Linked DNA regions of Monodelphis domestica: region 1 is linked to region 2. Evidence: chromatin contacts called from public Hi-C data. All regions are on one chromosome and are shown on one strand. Each heading gives the region's core, a stretch centred on a gene start, on an enhancer-like site or on the middle of the called end of the contact. The rest is flanking DNA. Distances are from core to core; before and after follow the strand shown.

What was found. Hi-C and Micro-C count contacts between places; a contact is called where the count stands out from the background.
Region 1: a Hi-C map of limb shows a contact between it and region 2, with 4 times the contacts expected there. The contact joins the promoter of ARID1B here to the enhancer-like site in region 2. A contact is called at or near these places in 2 of 2 Hi-C or Micro-C datasets (limb and spleen and liver).

The regions. Positions count from the first base shown.
Region 1 is chr2:438,252,540-438,258,120 of mMonDom1.pri, reverse strand. ARID1B (AT-rich interaction domain 1B) reads right to left here and starts at 4,244. Exons shown (of 20, transcript XM_056818987.1): 1 at 2,469-4,244. The coding sequence starts at 4,118.
Region 2 is chr2:438,125,083-438,130,618 of mMonDom1.pri, reverse strand. No RefSeq gene overlaps it. Among named protein-coding and RNA genes, the nearest start is that of ARID1B, 130 kb to the left of the region's middle. Within about 2 kb of position 3,023, at least 2 of the 2 cell types and tissues checked have open chromatin away from gene starts, as enhancers often do. A contact at or near this core is called in limb, where this site is marked.

The sequences.
Region 1 (5,581 bases), core at 2,995-5,494, 130 kb before region 2:
AAAGCTATTAATTTTAAGCTATCTCTTTAAAAACAGATTTGCTTTGTCAGCTTGCTTTTATGAAATTATATCCATGTAACATCCTTACAACCCTTTTTATCAGTAAAACTCTCATTGAAAAATAGGTGGGAAAAGCTATTATCCTTGAAATTTCTATTTTCCCATCAAGAATAAAGAAAATATATGCTAACATAAAATAAAATCTTCCTGTAAAGATATATAGGTTGTGAATATCAATGTCTGGTCTGTCAAAAGTTCTCACTATTATTTATTAAGTTGAGTCTATCTCTCACTCTGATGACTATCTTTATTTGAATACAACCCTTTTTGCTGACCATCATTTAAACACTTCACCAAAACTAACTGACCTGGGTAAAAATTAAAATTGTATGCAATGGCATTTATATACATAGAATTCTAATCTCAAAAAAAACAAACCACAATCTAATATATAAAAGTCCAAAGAAAGAAAAATGAAAGGAAATGTACGATGTAGTTTTTCTTAAAAATTTCCTGTAAGCAATTTAAATTTTTTTTAAAGCTCAAGTTATCTGGTATACCAAAAAAAATCAGATGAAAACTAACTCCTGGTGCCTTTTGATTTTTTTTTTGTTTTCTTCAAAACTGAAGCAGAATGCTTTCACTGGAGAGGATTCACACAGAAATTAATAATAATTTTTTTGAGCAATGCTTGAATGTCCATTCCTTTTCCCTTACAGCATGTTATTTTTACAAATGATTGTGTCAATCTTCATTGCATATTTACTAGTCAGCCCAAACTCCTGCACAAATACCCCAAATAAAAAGTCTTCTGTTGTTCAACACTAAAGTGAGAACCATATGTGTAAAATAATCAATTATGAAAGCAACTGAAATTAAACCTTTAGTGTTGCTATATCTTCAAGGTTAAAATCCGATTACTCTAAGATATAAAAATCTGCTGTGATACAACTCAAATCATTAAAAAGGTAAAAAAGTAAAAATAAGTATTGCTTTAATATTAAGATATTCTAATAAAGCATTTTCCTATTAAAATTCCACTTCTCTAAATCAAAGTCTATGATAATAGCAATGCATATAATACAAAGTCACCAAAGCTGTTTTTTTTTCTTAATGCAAACAGCATAGGGATTTCTGTTGATGTTCATTTAGTCCTCCCATTTATGAATAATAATCCTTTTAACTTAAACTCCTAATAGTATTTAGCCTTGCATCGGCTAGTAAAACTGCTCAGTTATTATTTGTTGCAAGAATTTTTGTGACTGTACTGCTCAGCACTTCTATTTACATCAGCAGTGCTAAATGCCCAATGGTGAGAGGGGAGCCAATCAGATGGCAGATTAGATGTCAACTCAGAGGCAGCTGTCTGGAGACTATTACAGCCAGTTTACCTCCACAATTCAAATTCCAAACCTTGCAAAGGAGATCAAGTCAGTCTTAGGCTCAGTCTCCTAGCAAGAAACAGCAAGTGTGCGGGCGCTCCCTAATCAAGCTATATGGTTTGGCTGGTGACAAAAAAAAAACACTCCCCCAAAAAGGAACCCCATATGAACAGGTTCCAAAATGATCCATTTCCTAGTGATCTGGTAACTTATTATTGTATTAAGCACATCAAATATATGCCTATTCAATGATCAAAACAAGTACCACTCATTAGAAATGGAGCCCTTGAGGTCAGTGTGTCATTTAAAATGTCAGGTTTCAAGAAACCTCTATGCCAAATTGTGGATCTCACGATTTGTGTTATGTAACACAAAATACTTTAATATATTTCCCATAAACCTAACTGAAATTTGGGGCTTGTGCTACCAAAACATTCAAACTCAAAAAAGAAATCAAAAGCAACTCCACAATGATCACGTAAGGTGTCCACAACTATAATAAACACTTTAATTGTCAACAAGGAAGCCTATTTTCCTCATTATTTCCAACTTTTAGCCTTAGGAGCAAAAAAAGGCTAATGTGAGCAAACAGGTAAAAAAAGAAAGAACTGTTCGTGCCTTACTAGATCAAAGCATTTAATACACAAGACTGGTCAAGATCCACTTCTAGAATTTACTAGCTTTTAGAAACACTATTTATTATAAAAACGATTTCAGTCGCCCCCACAGCTTTCTACAGCCTTGTTGTTCCCTTCCATTTTTATAAGACAAAGCTAAAAGGGGGGGAAATAACGTGTTAATCAACTGTGTACATAAAATAGCTGTTATTTCTTCAGTGAAACCACCTTCTAATGCCCCTGGACTAATCGGAGTCAGACATTGTGTGTTACCAAACATTTTCTAGTGAGGCAGCTAGGAGTTAAAATGGCTTTAGGAATCTACCCCCGCCTCCCTCCCGGGGTGGAAGGGAGGGGGGAAGAGAGGGGGGAAAAAAAGTAAATTAGAAAGAAACTAACTAAATCTTGCCTACATATTTAGGTGTATTTCAAGCCCTAGAAGAAGGCCCTGGTTTTTTCTAGTAGTTACCTGGGATCTGTTAATGGTCTGTCCAGTGTTTCCAGGGCTCATAGCTGGATGATTTCTTTGTTGTGCCGCTGCCCAGCCGGGGTTTGCAGTTCCATACTGGGAGCCCAGATCTTTGCCCATGCCCATGCCCGCTGCTGCCTGCTGGCTTCCTGGAGCTGCCCCCGCCGCTCCCGGCGCCTGGGACTGCTGCTGGCCTGGGGCATTAGGGTTGCCGCTGTAATCGGGGTAACTGCTGCCGTAGCTCCTCATCATAGGGCTTGGGGAAGTCAGCAGCTGATTGAGGGTCGGCGTGGCCCCCGAAGGGTGCTGGTTCTGCCCGGCAAAGCGCTGAAAACCTCCCGCGGCAGAGCTGGCAGCAGCGGCAGCCTTGCCCAGGCTAGTAGCTCCGCCGCCGCCTCCTCCTCCGCCGCCGCCGCCGCCGCCTCCTCCGCCGCCGCCGCCTCCTCCAGGGCCCATCATCATGTTGCTGCCCTGCTGCCGGGGGGAGCTCAGCACCCCGTAGCCCGAGGACGAGCCCCCATAGCCGCCGCCGCCGCCGCCGCCTCCCGCTGCTGCTGCTGCTGCCGCCGCTGCGGCCGCCGCCGCCGCCACTGCTCCTGCTCCCGCTCCTGCTCCTCCTCCTCCTCCTCCTACTCCACTACCTCCTCCTCCTCCTCCTCCTCCTCCTCCTCCAGCACCGCCGCCGCCACTGCCACCGCCTCCTCCTCCGCCTCCCGCGCCGGCCCGGCCGTAACCGGCATAATGGTTGTACTGGCTGTTGGGGTAGCCTTCGTGGGAGTTTTGCAAGGGGTCCATGCTGTTGGGGGGCCCTGTGGCGGCGGCGGCCGGGTGCATCATCCCCATCCCGGGGCTTTGTTGTCCGCCATGTTGATCAAAGCAAGGCCCGGCTCGGCTGCCTGTGCCGCCGCTCGCAGGGGGAGCGCTGCCATAGTAATTATTAAACTCCGAGACCCCCACCGCCGCGGAGGGGCCGCCACCGCTGCTGCCACCGCTGCCGAGGCTACCATTGCCGCCGCCGCCGCCGCCGCCGCCGCCGCCGCTGCTGCCGCCGTTCCCGGTGCTTTGGGGCGGCTGCTGCTGCTGCTGTTGCTGTTGCTGCTGCTGCTGCTGTTGCTGTTGCTGCTGCTGCTGCTGTTGCTGCTGCTGCTGCTGCGCGCCCAAAGCTCCCAGGCTGGGGTGCTCGTACCGGCCGCCCATCTGCTCCCCCATTTTATTCGGGAGCTCTTCTTCCTCGCCTGACTTGCTCAGCAACTGCTGCGCTTGGGTCTCGGCCTGATTTCCCAAAACACCGTCTTTGCCTCCTCCATGTTGCTGGGGCTCCATGTCAGGACTGGGCTGAGCAGAAGCACCAGCAGCAGCAGCAGCAGCAGCACCAGCAGCAGCGCCGCTGCCCCCCGCTCCGTTGTTGCTGCCGCCGCTGCCGACGACGACGAGGCTGTTGTTGTTGTTAGAAATTGGATGTTGTTGCTGCTGCTGCTGGAATTGATTTAGCTGTTGCTGTAGTGCATGATGGTGGTGGAGGAGATGGTGAGGATGGTGGTGGTGGTGGTGGTGGTGGGCATGATGGTGGTGCTGCTGGTGGTGGGGAGGTGCAGCGGGGGAATCGCCAACGTTTTTCAGTTTGTGGTTGGGGAGCAGCCCCGTCTCCATGGCCCGGGCAGACGAAGAGGAGGAGGAGGAGGAAGAGGAGGAGGATAAGACCTCGGCGTTCCCACCTTCCTTTAGAGCTGACTCGGACGAGCTGCTGCTGCTGCCGCTGCCGCTGCCGCCGCCGCCGCCGCCGCCGCCGCCGCCGCCGCCGCTGCTGCTCTTCGTATTATTATTACTGGCAGCCGCGGCGGCGGCGGCGGCAGCGGCGGCGGCGGCGGCAGAGCTCGCATTATTGGCCATGTTCAGTTCATTATGGTGGTGGAGGTGATGGGGAGCTACATTATTCAAGCCGCCGGTGCCGCCGCCGCCGCTAGTCCCATCGCCGCCGACCCCTAGCATGGATCCTGGTCCCGCCGCTCCGGCTCCCCCCCCGCCGGGAGATCCTGGGTCAAGTGAGCCGGCTACGGACGCAGAATGGGGTACCCCGATCACTGTGGTCTGCACCCGCCGGGGCTGATGCTACTTGCGCGGCCATGATCATTGCAACATCGCGAGTCAAATGTGCCCCCCCCAAGCAATCCACCCCCCCAAAAAAAAAACAAAAGAAAAGGGAGGGGAGAGAGAAAGAGGGAGGTAGGGAAGGAGAAAACAATAAAACACTTTTTTAATAAACAGCAACACTCGGTCTCTAGTCCACATACCCCCAAATTTTAAAAAAAATACCCCCCCTACCTTCCGCCTTCCCTCCCCCGCCCAAAGCCCTAGGTTGAGATTAGAAATGATAATAATATCTTACGGTCTATGCCTGTTCCTGCTGTGGGATTTCATGTTGAAAGTTTTTAGTTCAGGTTTAAATGAAACTTTTTTTTTTCTTTTCCTCTCTAACCCGGATATGGGTAAATACACGTCTGACTGAGCCTATCTGGCCCAGCATGGCATGAGAGAGAGAGGAGAGAGAGCTCTAACAACTATTATCCACTTCTCTCTGATTACTCCTGTGCACTTGCAAAACGCGGACTGGACTTCTCCCTCTCCCTCCCCCGCCCCCCCCCTTCCAGCACCACCATCACCACCACTCCCTCCAGAGCTGTAACTACCTTCTCCCGTCTCCTCCCGCTGCTCTAGCGGTGGCACACGGAGGAGACTCACCCGCGCAGGCACGGATGGGGGAGTCTTTTCTACAAAGCCCAGCAGCCGCTTCTAATGCAACAGCGTGGGGCAAAAGGGGCCTGCACTCTCCCCTTTTGCATCTGTTTCCCTGCCAACTAGGCATTAATGTGTTTGTTTTCATGTTTAAAAGGAACGATACAAAGGTGGAAAACGGGTCTGACTGGCAGACAAAAGAAAGAGACGGATTGGGGAACAAAGTTGTCTGTCTGGCTCAAAGGTTACATTGAGCTGACTAAAAATAAAAATATTTGGGCAATCTGAGGGAAAAAAGCATTAGCTATTTCAGAATTCATTATGTAATTTGCAAATGTTAACCCATTATGCTGTGGTTGGAAAGTTAGTCAACATAATTT
Region 2 (5,536 bases), core at 1,774-4,273:
ATTTACCAAAGATCACACAGACAGTATATGTCAGAGCCAGGTTTTCCAACATGCCTATGGATTCAAGTAAACTAAAAACAATACTTATTAATCACCTAAAAATGCCAATTATGACACTGAGTTGATGGATAAATATTTTCAGCCAGGAGGGACAAGAATTATTTTTTTTAATCCTATTGTTCCTTATTTTTACATCATATCATTTCCAATACACTTCAAACCCAGAAAAACCTGTTGTTAAGAAAAAAACCAAAATATTTTAAAAAGTAGTTCAGCAAAGCCACTTATCTACTGTTTCTCCTGCATACAATACACTCCATTCTCATAGTCCACTACCTCTCTGGTTAGAGAAAGGAGATTATGAACTAATTTATGTTAACTAAGGGCAAAATGATGATAAACATTCTTTTGATGCTATTTCTTTTAGAATTTCACTTTTTTCTTTGTTTTGGAGAGGAGGCTAAATGCTTCATTTTTAGTTTACTAGAATATCCTTGAAACCCAGGTAATAGGAGCTCCTGTTATATTAACTGAAGGAATTTCAACAGGCTCAAATATCCCTTTCCAGTTAGGGAAGGTGTGATAATACCTCCTACTGAGCCTCGAAGGAGAGAAGAACCTTACTTTACACCCCTTTTGGACTGACCCTATACTTGACAAGAAATTCATTTATTTGTTATTTTAATCTTGATTCTGGCCCTGAGACAGCAAAAACAATGGTTTGCTATTCCCTGAAAAATTACAGTTATTGTTGTAACTTGTTCCCCTCATCCCTAGCCCCAGCCCAAAGCAGGATAGGCTTCAAAGGGAAATTCACTTGAATTGCAGCTGTATAAGGAGTAAATTTTACACAGGCACATCCTTAGTGTCCTTTCCTCTTTGATCCTTCAAGAAAGGACAATAGAGGCTTCACCTTGGGTGAAATGATAATTGGTTATGGACCACTCACTACTGAATAGCCATGCACCTACCTGAATTCAATTTCCATCACTGGAACTCTCTACATGGCCCTAAGGCTTACAGAGACTTTGTGGGCATCTGATTTCAGACCAGGTCTCTTCTAGATTAGGATAGAAAACATGGATTTAGCTGGCTGTGCAGCTGCTAAATCCATTTTTGGCTTGTGTGCTTGGCAATTCAACATCTTTCCCTACAATGAAAACAAGATTATCAGTAATATCCAAATGAGATTCCCTGTCTTCCCTCCCATCTCCTATCAGTATGTCAATAATAATTTTTATTTAGATGGTCACAGTACAAGCTCATCAGTTCTGTATAAGCAATAAGTAATATCTACAGCACTGCTATTTCTTTCATTTAACAGAGATGGAAACTAAGGTAATAATAGAACAAGAATTTTCCAAGGTCACAGCAATCACTTGTCAGAAAAATAGAATTTTAGTGGCCAAAGAACTTTGTTAATAGACTGCTTGTTCCAATTAATGTTACCTATTCTATTCTTCATTTTCCTTTAAAGATTTTTTTCAAAATCATTTTTAAAGTGCACTGAATTATGGTATGAAATAAAATTAGCCAGGTTTTAGCCTTTCTGGCCTATACTTCCTTTCTTCTTTTTTCATCATTTCTTAGGCATATCCTTGAAAACTGCTTCATTTTGCATTTTCTCTCTTCTATTCTTTTTTTTTATCATGCTCTTGTTGGTTATCCGAATTTCTTCAGAATATCCAAAAAGAAAATGTTTTTGGTATTTTTGTGTTACTCAGGTGAGTGAGTTTTGAACAAATTTTGGGGTGGACCCCAGGCATAGACTCAACTAGCTTAAACCAGGTTTTCTAGAAACCAGTTTTCTTTTCAAATTAGTCCTGCTCTCCTAGATTGTGTACTAGATAGACTCAGTAAATTATTTCTCATGATAGATTTTCCACAAATGATTTGGTTTGTTGGTGCACTGGAAACAAATTTGTAGTCAAAAGACCTCGGTTTGAATTTTGGTTCTGCTATACGTGTTGCCTGTATGACCTTGGGAACATCAATTGACTGGCTATTAGTTACCTCATTGTAAAATAAAGTTTTAACTAAATCAGAGGTTCAACCTAGGGTCTATGAACTTGTTTTTAAATTTATTTTTATTTCTTAAAAGAAAGTGAGAAAATAATACTTCAATTTGCACTCCAGTTCATCAGTTCTCTCTGGTGGTGAATAGTATTTTTCATCATGAGTATTTTGGAATTGTCTTGGATCACTATTGATCAGTGGCCAAATCTTTCACAATTGCTCATTACAATATTGCTGTTGCTATGTACTTGTTTTTTTTTAAAAAGAATAACTTGATAACTATATCAATATGATTAGTTTCCTTCACAATCCCACGTCTTTCATTTTATGTGTTTAAAGTCACTTTAAGAATAGAGCTGTCGGCTTTATTAGATTGCCAAAGAGATCTACATACAAAAATAGTTAAGAATACAGTTCTTAGCTTTTTTTGTTTTTTTGTTTTTTTTTTGTATCATGGACCCATCCCATTGGAAGTCTGGCAAAGCCTTTGGACTTCTTTCTGAAAACGTTTTTAAGCAATTGTAAGAGATACTAAATATAAGTTAATAAAATAAAAATTTACTTCCCCCTCCCAATTCGTTTTCATGCACTTTCTGGTGGAACAGGAACCCCAGGTTTGACCCTGTATCACTATCCTTTCGGTCTTTAAGGATGCTCTTCTTTGGTCCTATCTCATTCCATGGTCTCCCTTGGAATGGAGTTTCAGCATGGAAGCAAAACTCCCTAATTGCAACATCACGAGGCGCTTCTATTAAAAAAAAAAAAAGTAACGTGTGCCCTCTAAAGCTACTCTCAGTTTCCAGTCTTTCCCCCTCTCCTTCTGGAAGACGCGTTGGTCTGTGAAGCTGGGTGATGGTAAATCAGTCTCTTCTCTCCGCCTGGGCCTCCGTGTGCCAGGGGAGTCCATTCCGGGTTTTGCACCCAGCCCCACCGCTCCTCCAGCTGAATCCCTCTCCAGCCTGCGCGGCCTCGGCTGCTCCTGCAGCCCGGGGAGTGCGCGAGGCAGAAGCTCACGCAATCACAGGATAGTCGGATCCTTACACCGCTCACTCTTAAACTGGAGCCGGCGGACAGACGGGCGGGCGAGCGAGCGGAGACTACTCCCCTCCCCGCGCATCCCCTCTCCAGCTTTCTCAACGTTCTCCCCACAAACGCGGGCTTGACGGAGAAAACAAGCCGACCTTGGGGCCGGAAGGCTGGGCCGAGATTCCTGCGGGGGCGGGGAGGCAGGGACTATTTTCTCTCCCTGGGTCCTCGCCTAGCAGCCTGTAATGAACAACATTCCTGGGTTGCTGCGCTCGCTCTCCTTGCTCGCTGCCTATTAGCTGTTCCGGCTCCCTCCCCCTGCTGCATGTTTTCCGCCCTAGTAAAGATCATGCAAACAAAATAAGCATTGAATGCCCTTTGCAAAGTGAACTAGAGTTGGTCGAGGGGAGGGCCTATTCCCCCCTCCCCCCTCCCGAGTGCGTGTTTCTGAGCTGCTAAAAGTCTTGTTTTAGCTTAAAAGTGGAAAGAAGGTGAAGGCTTGGGGGGGGGGGGGCGGTGAGGGGGAAAGGAGCTACTTTCAGTTGCTCCACAAGCATCAATAGTTGTCACTAAAATCAAACTGACGTCAGCCCTGGGTAAAAAGATATGTCTCTTTTGTTCTCATTTTCTCTCCCCCTCCCTCCCCCCATTTGCAATCAAAGGCAAGAACATTTTGGGGGGAAAGACAAAAAAAGAAAAAAATATATTAATTACAATTCAAAGATATCTTCCATTAGAGATCCTGTCTGGGCGGTCGGAATGTTTAATGAATGCATCAAGCCTTTTGATCTCTCTGAGTCAGTCGGGTTCAGTTGTGCCGGAAGGTTAGTTGCATATCCTGTGGCTGATCTGAAATTCGATCAGCAGAGGGGGCAAAGAAAAGAAAAGCATTTTAATGGGAATCAATAGAGGATCATAGGTCCTGGAAGGAAATACGTGTTGATTAAAAATGCCATGTGATTTAAAAAAATGTACACTGCTTTCTTAAAAACAAAAACAAAAAGGAAAAGGAAAAAGCAACCTTTAAAAAGAGAGGAGGAGGGAGGGGAGAGGAGAGGAGAGGAGGGACAAGGAAAAGAAAAAAAAAGCAACACCCAACCCAACCCAGCCCTAGCAATCTATTTTCTGTGTGTGTTGGTGCCAGAGAGGCAGTCAGCAGACCAACAGTTTGTGTAATGCTGCAAGCTACAGCGGGCAAATTTAAAGCTGTATGCTCTAAACAACATCATAAATACTTATTGAAAATGCATTTCTGTTTCTAACTAAGGTTCATTCATGCATTATACAACACACCTAGGGCTGCAGTTAGAAAGACTTAAGAGGAAAAACAAGGGGTTCTCTGACACTCTTAAAAACTAAACTAAGCCTTACTTTTCCCAGCCTTTAACAACTGATACTGAGAACATTTTTCTGGCTTTCTTAAAGTGCGAGTAACAACTTTCAAAGGTAGAGTTGCTACTGACTCGAATATCCTGTTTTAAAAAGTTGTAAATTTATTTTTTTTTAATGTGATGTTAGTTCAGATAGGAAGGAGAGAGAACAGTGGCACACAGCATATTGATTGGGTTAGAGTGGGAAATGATTGCCCTGTTGGAAGAAATAGTGATCAACAATGTAATAAAATGGTTCAGGACTATTTAGTTATCTACCTACTATAGTGGGAAATGTGGAGAAAAATCCCTTTTAAAGGACCCTATAACAAACACATGCACCAACTTATCAAGGCTGTTCTTCATTAAGTTTCTGCCTTCTGGCTGCTGCTTTTCTCCATCTTTTCCTTATTCTCATCATTAAAAAAATCACCCACTGAGAAATATGGAACGGAGCAAGAACATTTTATTTGCATATTATTCTAACATTTCATATTTAGAGTATCAGGACCTGGCAGTAAGAAGAGCCACTATGCAGCCACATCTGTTTGTCTTTTACCTTAATATTTCTCATCACACATCTAGTAAGAGGCTTTTTGCTCTCCTGGCAAGGCTTAGTAACTTCACTAAAGGGGGAAAAATAAGGTTCACACAAGTAACAGAAGTAACAATTTAAAGAAATATGTGAAACATTCTACTTGTCCATTGAAAAATCTAGAAGGAATACAAATCGCAGATTAAATACAACAAATGAAAATAAAATTTTGTTTCAAATTATGATCAGTTAAGGGGAAAAGATGGGGGTAGTGGAGGTAAAAAAAGAAAATAAGAAGGTAAAAGCGGGGAAAGAATCAATTAAGAAACATCTATCAAGTGCCTACTTTGAACTAACTGGGCTCTATCATTGGTTCTCCAAATATAAAAGTGAGGCAGGTCTAACCTGGAAGAAATTTATATTCTGGTAGGAGTGTACAGCTCATTGTAATAGAGGGAAGACAAGGGAAATAGATTTTGGTCTAGGCTGTCACAGGAATTGTGAGAGAAGTTATTTTTTTTTAAACCCTTACCTTCCATCTTGGAGTCAATATTGGCTCCAAGGCAGAAGAGTGGTAAGGGCTAGGCAA